Linked DNA regions of Mus musculus: region 2 is linked to region 1. The links are chromatin contacts, called in public promoter capture Hi-C maps. All regions are on one chromosome and are shown on one strand. Each heading gives the region's core, a stretch centred on a gene start, on an enhancer-like site or on the middle of the called end of the contact. The rest is flanking DNA. Distances are from core to core; before and after follow the strand shown.

Region 1 (6,386 bases), core at 1,725-4,224:
TCTGGTATGTCTGAAGACAGCAACAGCTATAGTGTACTAACATACATAAAATAAAAATAAATCTTAAAAAAAAAAGAAAATGATAAACCTTGCCATTTTGAACAAATATTTTTCCTTTCAATTTTTTAAAATTATATTTATTTGTGTTTTATTTATTGTGTATTTATTTGTGTGTGTGTGTGTGTGAGAGAGAGAGAGAGAGAGAGAGAGAGAGTGTGTGTGTGTGTGTGTGTGTGTATGTGTGTGTTTTACAGCACTTATAAAGAGGTCAGAGGACAACCTATAGGAGGATGAGTTCTCTCTTTCCACTATGTGGGGCCTGGGCATCAAATTCAGGTTGTCAGGCTGGGCAGCAGGTGCTTTCACCTTCTGACCCACCTCACTGGTCCTGTTTCCCTTTCTGATCAATCATTAGTAGCATTGACTTCATATTCCTATCTGAACACTATGACTGTAATCTTGTATGTAAGAGTTTAAAGAGCAGGGCCTCAGTGTTCTTGCTGCCTACTCTAATCTTAAAGGGCATTTCTAGATAGCTAACACATAAATACCAGGCCTGAGTATCTGGAGGACTGGGCTCATCAGGACACTGGAGTAAACTGAAGATGAGCTTGGCAACTTACCTTGGGCTGACTCCTTTCTCTTTTCCTCCCTCGCTTGCCAGCCCCACCACCTCTCTGTCTCTGTCTCTCTCCAGATCTCACATAGCCCAGCTGACCTCAAGCTTCAGTGGCCAAGAATAACCTGAATTCCTGCCTTCCCCCCCCCCCCCCCCGTGCGGGGCGGGGGGGGGGGTGTTATAGGTATGTGCTGTTGGTCCTTATCCTCTTCTTCCCTTTCGCCTTCCACCTCTTCTTTTGGCAGATTCTTCTCAATCACAGTTCAGGTTAACCTCAAACTGATGAGTTGATGTTCCTGCCTCAGACTCCCGGGTGCAATGAGCTTAGGCACAATCTATCACTTTAGCTATATATTTTTTTTATCTCTAATACTAGAGAGCATATTAATTCTAGACTATTTCACCACGTGTGATGGTTAGTTTTAACTGTCACCATGGCATAGAACAAAATACACACATATAAATGTTTATATACACACATACATGCATATATGTATTACATACTACATACATATATACACATATATACTATATAACACATACATATATGACCCACACAAACCTATATTAGTGTGAGCATGTTTGCTGGGGATTGCCTTGATCATCTTAATTGATGGGAGAAGACTCACTTTAAGTGTGAGCAGCACCTTCTGGTAATGGCCCAGGTAAAAGGCAGAAAGAAAGCTTTGCTAACTTGCCTCCTTAACCTTCATTCTCACTGGAGAGTTCATTGACCTTTTTGGTGTGTAAGGGTCCATGATTTGCTGAAGGATGTCACCCTGGACTCCAATAGTATGTAACCACAAAGAGTGTTGAATTCTGCAGAAGTCTAGCAAGCTGGGTCTCCCATGACCCAGGTAGAGAGACACCCAAGTGAGCTCAGAGGCCTGATTTAAAGCACATTAGGGAGTTCTGGGGTAGGTGACCTCTATGATAATCTGTTGGGTCCATCTCTACTGACATTCCATTGCCGGGGTAGAGAGGCTGTAAACTTGTTGGGGGAGGCCTGGAAACTGCTGCTGACCCATTGTCCTTGCCTCGGGCCAGACAGGTGGCCAGACAGGTGGCGGGCCGGCTTCGGAGGCCTGGACTTGCCTGGACTTGCCCAGGTCTTGGTAAGAGATTTAGGCCTAACCTCCTTAACTGCCAATTTGAAGCCTGTCATGGAGTCAGCCTAGCCTTCTCAAGCGCTGGTATTAGAACCTTGCTAGGCAGAGACCCAACAGTTCTCCAGGAGTCCCTCAGGTCTTCACAGGCAGATTGGGCTGAGGCTCCTAGCTTTGAGGACTGACCACCAGGTTTTCAGCATTTGCTGTGAGACAACCACTGTCTGGCCTCTCCAAGTGTACCACATAAGCCAAGGTGGTAAGTCATCTTTTAATATATGTTCATTCCATTGGTTCCTTCTTTTCTAGAGAGACCCGATATACCAAAGATCAACTTTCCATACGGCATGCATCATTTTAAAGCGTATCAGCAAATGTGTTGACACCAGGGAGTCTGGTATTTGAATACCATCGTAGAGGTAAATAGCAAATTATCCTCTGGGAGAAAAAAAAAAATCCAAAAGCAACTAAATAATAAGGCCCATGATTAAAAATGGGTAGTATCCTATGATTAGTTCAAGCCACTAGGACCTCATACAAGTCCAACTAAATCAAGCCACTTGAGGTAGTGTTAGTAACCACTTTTAGTGAGCTAAATGGTTGTCCAGAAAACTTAAGAGCAAAAGCAGGTATATTTCTAAATTTTACTTTTAATAGTTGTGCACGCTAGCATGTAATCAGAGCACAGCTTTCGGGAGTCTTCCATTTTGGGTCCCTGAGTTCTTTAATATGGCACTATTTTTCAATTTGGGAGCACAAAGAAAGTCTATAATGGGTTAGTGGCAGAGCCTTATGTCTACCATAAGTATGACTCTGAATTGGTCACCCAGCTCCAAAATACGAATAAAATTCAGAGGAACCTTTTAAAATGGGTTATGGCAAAGTTGAATCAAAAAGTTTAAAAACTTCGAAATGAAACCCCCACAGAAAAACTTGCGTTCGGGCCAAAAGATGGGAAGGACAATCGCCTTAAGCTGTTTGAGAATTCACATTAATTTCTAAGCAAGTCTCTAGTGGCCAGCAAGCCGCACAGGCTGGGACGCCGAAGACATGGGGTGAGGGCATCCTCACGTGCGGTGGCTAGGCAACCGCGGGCGCCTTCTCACGGTGCTAGCCCCGCCTCCTGAGGCACTTCCGCCGCCGCGCGCCTGGACCTTCTCCCTCTCATTGGTTCGTGGCTCGCCGAGGATGGGCGGGGGAAACGCGTAAGTCCTTGCGGTCACTTCCGGCCCGGGAGCGCGCGGGTTGATTTGTCCTTCCTCAGCTGCGGGCGCTCGGAGCTCGGAAATGGCGGGTAAGTTCCCGGGAAAAGTTTAGCAAGGGGAGGAGGCGGGTGCTTCTGGGGAAGAACGTTGAGGCGGCCGTGACAGTGGCCGCCTGGAACTTTCGGGCTCTAGCAGAGGTTCCAGAAGGCCTCTCCCTTCCGCGAGGCACTGAGGGTCGGGGACTGGCTCCCGGTGGGCCGCGCTCGGCGCCACCGCCCCCGGTGCTGACGCTCGGCGCCTCCCGTGGGCCTCCCGGGCCTTGAGCTCAGGCAAGGCGCTCAGTTTGGTCTGGTGGAGCGCGGTCTGCCTCGGAGCCTTTCACCCCCTCGTTCCCCTTTGCTCACTGTCGCCCTAATGTAACCCATTAGGTCCAGTTCCCGCCAGCTGATCCTCTCCAGGGCCCTGCCCACCTCCCTCCCAGCCAACTTCTGAGCGAGCGCGGTGCTGCTGCCCTGCCCTGGTTCAGGGCACACTCAGGGTCTCATAACCCTTCAGGATTCCTGAGATCATTGTTTTTTTAGATGTCCTTTGAGAAAGTCGTTTTTACACTGCCCAACTTGTCACTTAGAATGGAACTTCTGTGCTGTGTGTAGTAGAATCCTCTTGCTGTGCTTTATTCGTTTCTAGCCTTGGAGAAATTTCTGGTGGAGTATAAGAGTGCCGTGGAGAAGAAACTAGCAGAGTACAAGTGTAACACCAACACAGCAATCGAGCTGAAACTAGGTGCGTATTTCCTTTCAGAGGAGTTCTGTGTGTGCAGCCCTGTATTTAACAGAGCCTTTAAAATAGGAAACACAGCTTGAGGTTAAGACGATTACGTAACAGGTACTTTCTGCGTTGACTGGACATGGAGATTTTAGGCAGTTCTCTAAGTTCATGCGGTAGAAGGGGTAGGGGAAAGATAGTGATAAGAAAGTGAAAGATAGTGTGGCAGAAAGTATATGTGATCTCATCTTAAAAATTGCAAATACACCAGGCAGTGGTGCCGCATGCCTTTAATCCCAGCACTTGGGAGGCAGAGGCAGGCGGATTTCTGAGTTCGAGGCCAGCCTTGGTCTACAGAGTGAGTTCTAGGACAGCCAGAGCTATACAGAGAAACCCTGTCTCGGGGGAAAAAATTGCAAATGGGGGATGGAGAGATGGCTCAGCTGTTAAGATCATTGACTGTTTTTCCAGAGGTCCTGAGTTCAAATCCCAGCAACCACATGGTGGCTTACAACCATCTGTAATGAGATCTGATGCTCTCTTCTGGTGCTCGTACTTACATATAATCATTCAATCAATCAATCTTCAGGCCCCAGGGAGCAGGACTGGTAAGAGCACTGACTGTTCTTCCGGAGGTCTTGAGTTCAAATCCTAGAAACTACATGGTGACTCACAAACATCTATGATGAGATCGGATGCCCTCTTCTGGTGTGTCTGAAGACAGCTACAGTGTACTTAGATATAATAAATAAATCTTTTTAAAAAAAATTGCAAATATGATAATAACAGCTGTTGGTTAGGATGTGGAAATTCATGGGTTGCTGGTATTATATCTAAAATGATATAACAACTTTGGTTTGGAAAAAAAATTTAAATGTATTTTATGTTCATAAGTGCTTTCTCTATCTTCATGAATACCAGAAGAGGACATCAGATTCCCACCATGTGTTTGCTGGGAATTGAACTCAGGACCTCTGGAAGAGACCAGTGCTCTTTTTTTTTTTTTTTTAAAGATTTATTTATTTATTATATGTAAGTACACTGTAGCTGTCTTCAGACACTCCAGAAGAGGGCGTCAGATCTTGTTACAGATGGTTGTGAGTCACCATGTGGTTGCTGGGATTTGAACTCCGGACCTTCGGAAGAGCAGTCGGGTGCTCTTATCAACTGAGCCATCTCACCAGCCCTAGTTTAAAAAAAAAAACAAACATAAATTAGCTACGTGAGCCAGCCCTTTTATTAGGTGTCTGTTCAAGGGAAGTGAAGATGTTCATTTATACATGAATACTTAAAAGTGAGTTATTTACAATAGCCAAAAAGTGTAAACAACTCATAAAGCAGTTGGTAAACAGATAAAGTATGCCATAGTTATTCAGTGGAATATTGTCTGACAATAGAAGTTCTGATACCTGTCACACAATGTGGAGAAATCTGAAAAACATGCTAAGTAAAAGAAGGCAGGCAAAACCAGTATAGTGTGTCCATTTGTTTAAAATGTTCAGAAAGGACATCTGCAAAGACAGACGGTAGAGAATCATTACCCCAGGCTAAATGTAGGCTCCTGACTGTCCTGGAACTTACTCTGTAAACCAGGCTGGTCTTGTATTTCCCTTAGTGATGGACCTGAAATCATAAGCCATTTAAATCCTTGACAGAGTTGCTTTTAGTCAGTGTTTTATCACAGCGCCAGAAATGAAACTAGAACCAATGCAACTAATCCAGTGATTGTGACAAGAGGTCATAGTTTACTGAACCTTCACTCCACAGACTCCTAATCAAGATGGTATTTTCTGTACTTACATATGTTATTTTTCTAAAACTGGCATTCTGTTATATAATGTGCTTTCTCTGCAGCTTGAAAATGTGTGATGTATACATAACAGTTTGCACACATGCAGAAGCCAGTGGAGGATACCCGCTTTCTTTGTCATTCTCCACTGTTACTTCCATGACATGGGGTCTCTAGCAATTTCTGCGAGAATGGCAGGGCAGTGAACTCTGGAGAGCCACATATTTCTACTTGTGGTGTATACCTGTAATCCTAACACCTGGGACGTGGAGGCAGGAGGATCAGGAGTTGAAAGGCAACCACAGCTGCATAGAGGTCAAGGCAGATGAAGGGAATGTACTATTCTTTAGTGACATTGCCTCCCACAAAAGTACCCATACTACCACCATATTTTTGTTGTTATAACCTGTTTTTTTGTTTGTTCGTTTGTTTTTCTTAACATAATTTGTTGTTTGTTTCTTTTTTTTGAGATGGGGGTCTCTTGTAACTGAGGATGGCTTTAAATACCCCTTGACTTCCAAGTGCTGCAATTATAGGTGTCCACTACCATATCTGGCTCTTTTTCTTTTGATCTGTCTATGTTATCTGTGTATTAACTGTTCCCCTACATGTGTAAAGAGCATAGTGTATATCTACTATGGATTCCTTTTTTTAAACACTTTTTTTTAAAGATTTATTTATTTATATGAGTACACTGTAGCTGTCTTCAGATGCACCAGAAGAGGGCATCAGATCCCATTACAAATGGTTATGAGCCACCATGTGGTTGCTGGGAATTGAACTCGGGACCTCTGGAAGAACCGTTAGCACTCTTAACCACTCTCCAGCCATCTCTCCAGCCCAGACTTTTTTTTTTTTTTGAGATGGGATTGCATTGTGAAACTCTGGCTTATCTCAGCCCT
Region 2 (6,386 bases), core at 94-2,593, 680 kb before region 1:
AATTATTTTCTCTAAAGCATCCTTACAAATCAGCCCATTTAATACTAAAGGTCAAGACCTTCTTTTAGAATTAAAAAGGAAAGAAACCCAACAAAATAAAATTACACTTTAACATAGCTCTTTCTCCTAAAAGACAAAACCCCACCAAAAAACAAAAACCATGTGCATTGCTGGAGGGAAGCAAAGATAAGTAAGGTAAACACGCTATTGATTAATGCACACATAAGATAATCCTGCCCATGCTTTTTAGATTCCGTAACTAATATGGCCACTCCTGGGGAACTCCGAATCTTGATGAATGTGTTCTGATAATGCTGAGGGGGCAGGGTCTCTTCAAAGAGGTTTCTTTTAGACTTGAAACTATGTTTCGGAGCTGAAACTGTGTCTGCTAGATAACCTATTCTTCTGAAAAAGCTTTACAAACTGAAGGAAAACCCATTCCTACTGGAGAGTTAAAATTGTCATGGGAAAAAAAATGTTAACAAGCCAGCCACCAGTGTTAGTGTCCACCGTGGCTGCAGATCCACAGAGCACAAAGTGGGGAGCAGCATTTACCTGGGAGACAGAATCCAACCTACCCAACTGTGCCCCACCCCCATGTGCTAAGGCAGTTGAGGGACTCTTGAGAGCCACAGGCAGGCCTCATACTGACTGTCATGCCCAGATATGGGTTCAAAAGCACATCAAAACCAGGGGCTGGCTGCTGCCCAGTCGTCCATCTCTTCTTAGGGCCGCCCAATGGCTGGCTGGGGGGGCCTGGAGGGGGGTGTCTCTAACCCTCACTCAGGTGTGGGTTCCTGTGCTAGGTTCCTGCTAGGCAGGGGCAGTTAGTAAAGTTTACAGATGTGGAAGCCTCCCATAGAAGTTAGTGACTATGCTCACACTAATAAACTAATATGGAAGACAAAGCCACAGCTGACTTCCAAGCCAGAGACGCCAGCCTCCTCCACCCCGTCCCCACATTATCCTTTTCCTGAATCTTTAAAAAGAACGTATGAATTTGGTCATTAGTAGACAAGATAATTAAAAAATTGAAACACCTAAAACCACAGCTAAACACCACATTCATTTTTCAGCAACTTTAGTGTCTAAGTTTGATGACTACCCTGTCTTACAGAAGACCTTGGTATCGCCTGCTAAGTGGATGAATTAACACATATACAGCAGGCAATTAACTCAGATGAGATGGTGGGGTCATGGTTTGGCCTAAGGCTTTCCCAACAGTCAAGGAGCCTTGAAGCTTACATGAAAATCTGAAATGGATTCTGTGTGGAAGGCAGGCTGTGCTGAGTGCTCCCATGGTGGCATGCGTGAGGGGGCGGGAAGTGTGCGTGAGGGGGCGGGAAGCACGCCTGAGGGGGCAGGGGTGCGCATGCTTTTCAGTCCTTAGACGTGGAGAGACGCACTGAAGCTTTTCCAAACTTCCAGAACTTTTTTTGAGTGAGCTACTGAGTCAGTTCCAAGGCTCTCCTTAGGAAGAGAACAGTGGGCAGGGAGAAGCCCAGAGCTACTTTCTGGCTCCTCCATGGGGAGGCATCAACACCCCGGAAGCCTCTCTGGGGAGGGCACACAGGTCCTACTGGTGGGTGGCCCGCCTGCAGAAGGCATGGGAACACAGCAAGGACAGCACTGGTTTGCACTCACCTTCATCTTACCTGAAATGAGCTTAGTCACAAGGGTGCGCTCCAGTGACTCAGCACCAACAGTGAGTGCTGACAGCGTTCCAACACTTTTCTTTAGGTTTGCTCTTTTATGATGATATAAAAAGTCACACTTGCTCTTTGATTTTTGTCACCACTGAAAAGTGACATTTCAGGCTTCCAAAGATAGATAGATAGATTGGTCTGTCTGTCTGTCTACCTTTTTATAGGCCCAGCCAGGCTATAATGCTCTCTCTCTCCTCCACACATCCCTGATTCCGAGGTTGCAGGTATGTGTTATGATGCCCAGCTCCTTCTCTCTCTCTCTCTCTCTCTCTCTCTCTCTCTCTCTCTCTCTCTCTCTCCCTCCCTCCCTCCCTCCCTCCCTCCCTCCCTCCCTCCCTCCCTCCCTCCCTCCCTCCCTCTCTCTCTCTCTCTCTCTCTCTCTCTCTCTCTCTCTCTCTCTCTCCTCTCTCTCTCTCTCTGTGTGTGTGTAGCCCTGGCTGTCCTGGAATTCATTTTGTAGACCAGGCTGGCCTTGAACTCAGAAATCTGCCTCCCGAGTGCTGGGATTAAAGGTGTGCGCCACCACCGCCTGGCCCGTCTCTCCTCTTCTGATGCATCAGTGAGCATGTGGCTGTTACGTCAGCTTCCTCTATTGAAGAGCAGTCCGTCCATCCACCCATCTTACTTCAAACGACTGAGACACAGAAAGATAACGGAAAAGCACAGCAGAGCTCTGCGCATAGCCATCACTGGCCACAGCAGGGTCCTTCTAGCCCAGCTCTGGGTATCCCCTCCAGAATCCTTTCCTAGGGACAGAGAACCTAGACAACAGCTGTTACCATCCTGCTTCCAAAACTGTGGTGAGGTTTCTGTGCCTGGAGGCGTGGGCCTGCGCAGGTGATTCACATCCAAGCTCAAGGCCCAAGAGGGCTCAGGCCAGGGCCACACACCCTGCTCGTCACTGGAGACTTTGGTTTTATAAAAATAAATCTTGAATTCGGTTTATACACTCAAATCTTACTTATTGAAAATTTTTTACAGGGTGTCTTAGTGTGGGAAAGCTCTAAATGAGTCTTCTGCGACCAGATTGCCTCTGGGCTGGGCACATATGTGCGACTCCGCTCCTAGGCAGAGGTTTTCTCTCTGGCCTTGTCTGGGGTATTCTAAGCCCCACACTTGCCTCTACCGAGGAATGTCATTTAGCCTTGGTTAGTTTGCAGGATCGATTTCCTTTCTCCTGATAAACCTAGTCATTCAACCTGCATCCAAGACTACCAAGAGGATTCCCCATGCTAATGAGGCATTCTAGGTCCCTTAAAGTCCTCAGCCAATAATGGCCTTTGCTCATCTTGGATGTCCCTACCCTCAGTCCCCCAAACTTTATAAACCTTCAGTCACTCTGAGTAAAGTTGGTCTGCCTACTGACAAGCAGTCCCTGTGGGCATGCACTGTACACACTCAGGGGGCTTCCGAACCCCAACCCCCTCGACAGCTCTGCTATCTTTGCTCTTGTGTTCTTAGGGTTATACTGCTGTGAAGAGAACCATGAACAAGGTGACTCATAAAGAAAAACATCTGGCTGAGGCTGGCTTACAGTTTCAGAAGGTTAGTCCGTTATCATGGCAGCATGCAGGTAGACATGGTACTGGAGAAACAGATGAGAGTGTTCCACATCTTGATCCGAAGGCACCCAAATGGAGACTGTTCCACACTGGGAGGAGATTAGGCATATATATGACCTCTAAGCCCACCTCCAGAGTGACACACTTCCTTCAACAAGGCCACATCTACTCTAACAAGGTCATACCTCTTAGTAGTGCCATTTCCTATGGGCCAACCACTTAAACACACTAATCTATGGGGACCAAACCTATTCAAACCACTACACTGAGTGAAGTAGCCCACACATAATTCCAGCATTCTGGAGGCTGAGGCAGGAGGATTGCTATCAACTTTGAGGCCAGCTTGGACTACATAACCAGACTCTAGATAAAGTAATTAATGGGGGTGGGGGGAGGAGGTAAGATAAGTGGAGATGCATTTTGGGTGGGAAAGCCAATTCAGATACAAATGGACAAGCTATACACACTCAAAAACCACTACAGAATGAGCCAAAATCCAAAAATTCAATTTAGAAACTAGCTGTCAAAGCAGTTTTGGAATTAGGCTAAATATTTTAAAACACTGAAATTCAGTGTATTCAGAAGAAAAATTATTTTAAAAACATGGAAATTTACAGTGATACTAGAAAAGGACCTGATGTGTTCACATTTAAACTCAAGTTCTTTTGTAGGAAAAGATGGTGGCCATCCGGAAAACCAACCACATCTCCCACCCTCAACGTGATGTCGTCCTGGCAGCCTCTGCTCCTTTCAACATCCATGTGTTTATTAAAGTGCACACACTTACTGTTTTTTGGTGGGCAGTATGCTGAGGACTTAGCCCATGAGCTAAGTTCAAAACTCTCCCAGTAAACTACTCCCAATAAACTCCAACCCAGGGATGAGAACTGTGCACTTTATCTGCAGTGATGACTCCAGAAGACAAGAAAACAGCTAGCACCTCAAGACAAATGGGTAGAAACTGCCAGAGTAACATGGACATTATTTAGCAGCTAGCACCAGTTCCTCACAAAGGTTATACTGGTTCACTGAGCCCAAGTATTAGTAGGCTATTTAAATCTACATTTGGAAAAACTTAGAAGACATGGGTACGTTATCTCCGATACTCTTATTAATATTTTTTCTAAACTTTGTTTTTAACTTTAACAACCTGAAACACTTCCTGCTTGTCCTGAGTATGCATAAGGAATTTACCTGCCTTTTAAGTAAAGCAGCTATGTTATTACCCTCAATCTTAAGGGTTCTTTGAGTGTAATTTTCACAGTCTTTACATTTTTACTGTCATTGTTTATTACTGTTTGGCTACATTCTCTATAATTCCAGCAGCATCTTAAACAGACAGTGTGTCTATGTACAATGAAAACAAACAAACGAAATGGCTTGCAACACCAGGTAAGAGCCACAGTGTAACTGTACATGTTAGGGGCGGCTGGCAGGGATAGCCTGTTGTCTGCACCATGGACAACTTACATGTAAGTCTCGGCATTATGAATTTGACAATAAAGAAAAAAAAATCCTTTCAAGAATGAAATACAGCATCCCCAAAAAAATATTGGTTTCTACCACACAAGGTAGTTAGAAAATGTTCACATTTTAACAAATCTGTACAAACCACGAGAAACATTCTATGGGACTATCATCCCACCTTGATGCTAAGAACTTTCTAGAAATGTAGAATAACCATGAACAATTTATAAATCTAGTTTCTATGTGTTCCACAGCTCCAGAACCTAAAAAACTGATTTGAAGAACTCAATATGCCCAGCATGGATCACTGCACATGCCTTGATTGTTAACGAGTGCCTGCTTTTAATATCTCTCTATGATGTACAGTCAACTTGTGCCTTCAAGGTCATTCAATTTTTTATAGCAAAAAAGCAATATCATTTAGCAGCAATTAAAGCGCCTTCAAGAAGACTTAAAAAAAATACAATATCCAATTAGAAAAGCCGTATTTTTAAACATTTGTACAAGAATAAGCTGCTGAAACTCAGTAATTGTAATCCGACATCTGTACAGTAGTTTACAATAGAGCCAGAAGGGAATTCATCATTATCCTGCATACAACTGGCCTGCTTTTGGTTACACACTGTCTTCTGTTTTAATGAACCAGGCCTGAAAACAAAAGAAAAACGCCTGTTAATCTAACCCACTGAAAGCCCTGGAAATACTATCATTTAGTAACTTCAACTGATTTGAAATAGGCAGCTCTTTGTGTTAAAGGTGTAAAGTGTCCAGAAACGACAGCTTGCCTTTAACATAACCGGTTAAGGGGTCGGGGGTAGGGCGGCGGACCACTGACACGTGATCTCGAGGTACAACTTGGTAAAAGTCAGAATAGGCAAATGACAAAGTCTCCAACTGTCCAAAGACCCTAACTCTCACATTCTGTTATAAACACAGCGGCTGCTGTCACTCAGTTCTTGCTTTGGTTTCTGTAGATCAGCTGCCGAGTGCTGACGCTGTACCAGGCACTGTAGCTCCCGGGTTACAAATGTCTCCTCATTTTTCCATGTGTTCTTAAATAATGAAAAACTACCCTTCATATTACAACTCTCTGGTAACAATCAAATATATTTAAGTATTATAAACGTTATTTACAGAGTCCCCTTGTTCTACTGTAACATGGTATTCCTGTTTCGTGCTGCTCCAGGGCAGTGAGGAGTGAGTGTGTACTTAGTCACTGTCCATGATCCACTCTCACACAAGGACTCCTTGGAGAGCTTAGTTCACAAACACTTCTTAACCATGTCCATGTAAAAATACCACAAACAGTCCAATGCAGTCAAATTCAAGTGTGCATCTGGAAGCCAATCAAAGAGAAGAGGTCATGCCAATCTTAGAGGAGTCAGTAAGTAATTATGCTTGAAGAAGGAGGTGTGGGAGTTGCTGTCAGCCCAGACATATGTAAGTTTCCTGAAGAATTTGATCTTCTCATGTGTGGCAGAAGGTATGGGTCATTTGCCAGCTGGTGCACATCAAATCGATCTTCTTTTCGGTAAGCCAAACAGCGTCTTATGAAGGCCTTTGAAAGAGAGAGATAGCAACACAATCATCTCCTACCTTCTAATACCACCAACCCACCAACTCCCACAGCAGCAAGGACAGTTAGAGACTA

Evidence for each region. Promoter capture Hi-C pulls out the DNA fragments that hold promoters and counts their contacts.
Region 2: a promoter capture Hi-C map of embryonic stem cells shows a contact between it and region 1, with 2.4 times the contacts expected there. The contact joins the enhancer-like site here to the promoter of Hat1 in region 1. A contact is called at or near these places in 10 of 39 promoter capture datasets (the 3T3-L1 cell line, the HPC-7 cell line, embryonic stem cells and 4 more) and 3 of 115 datasets of contacts at active chromatin or transcription factors (embryonic stem cells, large pre-B cells and memory CD8 T cells).

Annotation. Positions count from the first base shown.
Region 1 is chr2:71,386,286-71,392,671 of GRCm38.p6, forward strand. It overlaps Hat1 (histone aminotransferase 1), which reads left to right and starts at 2,975. Exons shown (of 11, transcript NM_026115.4): 1 at 2,975-3,019; 2 at 3,618-3,713. The coding sequence starts at 3,013.
Region 2 is chr2:70,707,873-70,714,258 of GRCm38.p6, forward strand. It overlaps Gm38528 (a long non-coding RNA gene), which reads left to right. Exons shown (of 4, transcript XR_866403.3): 2 at 1,871-1,930; 3 at 3,168-3,251; 4 at 3,940-4,768. Tlk1 (tousled-like kinase 1) reads right to left here. Exons shown (of 20, transcript NM_172664.3): 20 at 4,535-6,293. The coding sequence ends at 6,117. Among named protein-coding and RNA genes, the nearest start is that of Gm38528, 6.7 kb to the left of the region's middle. Within about 2 kb of position 1,344, at least 19 of the 459 cell types and tissues checked have an H3K27ac peak or open chromatin away from gene starts, as enhancers often do. A contact at or near this core is called in embryonic stem cells, where this site is marked.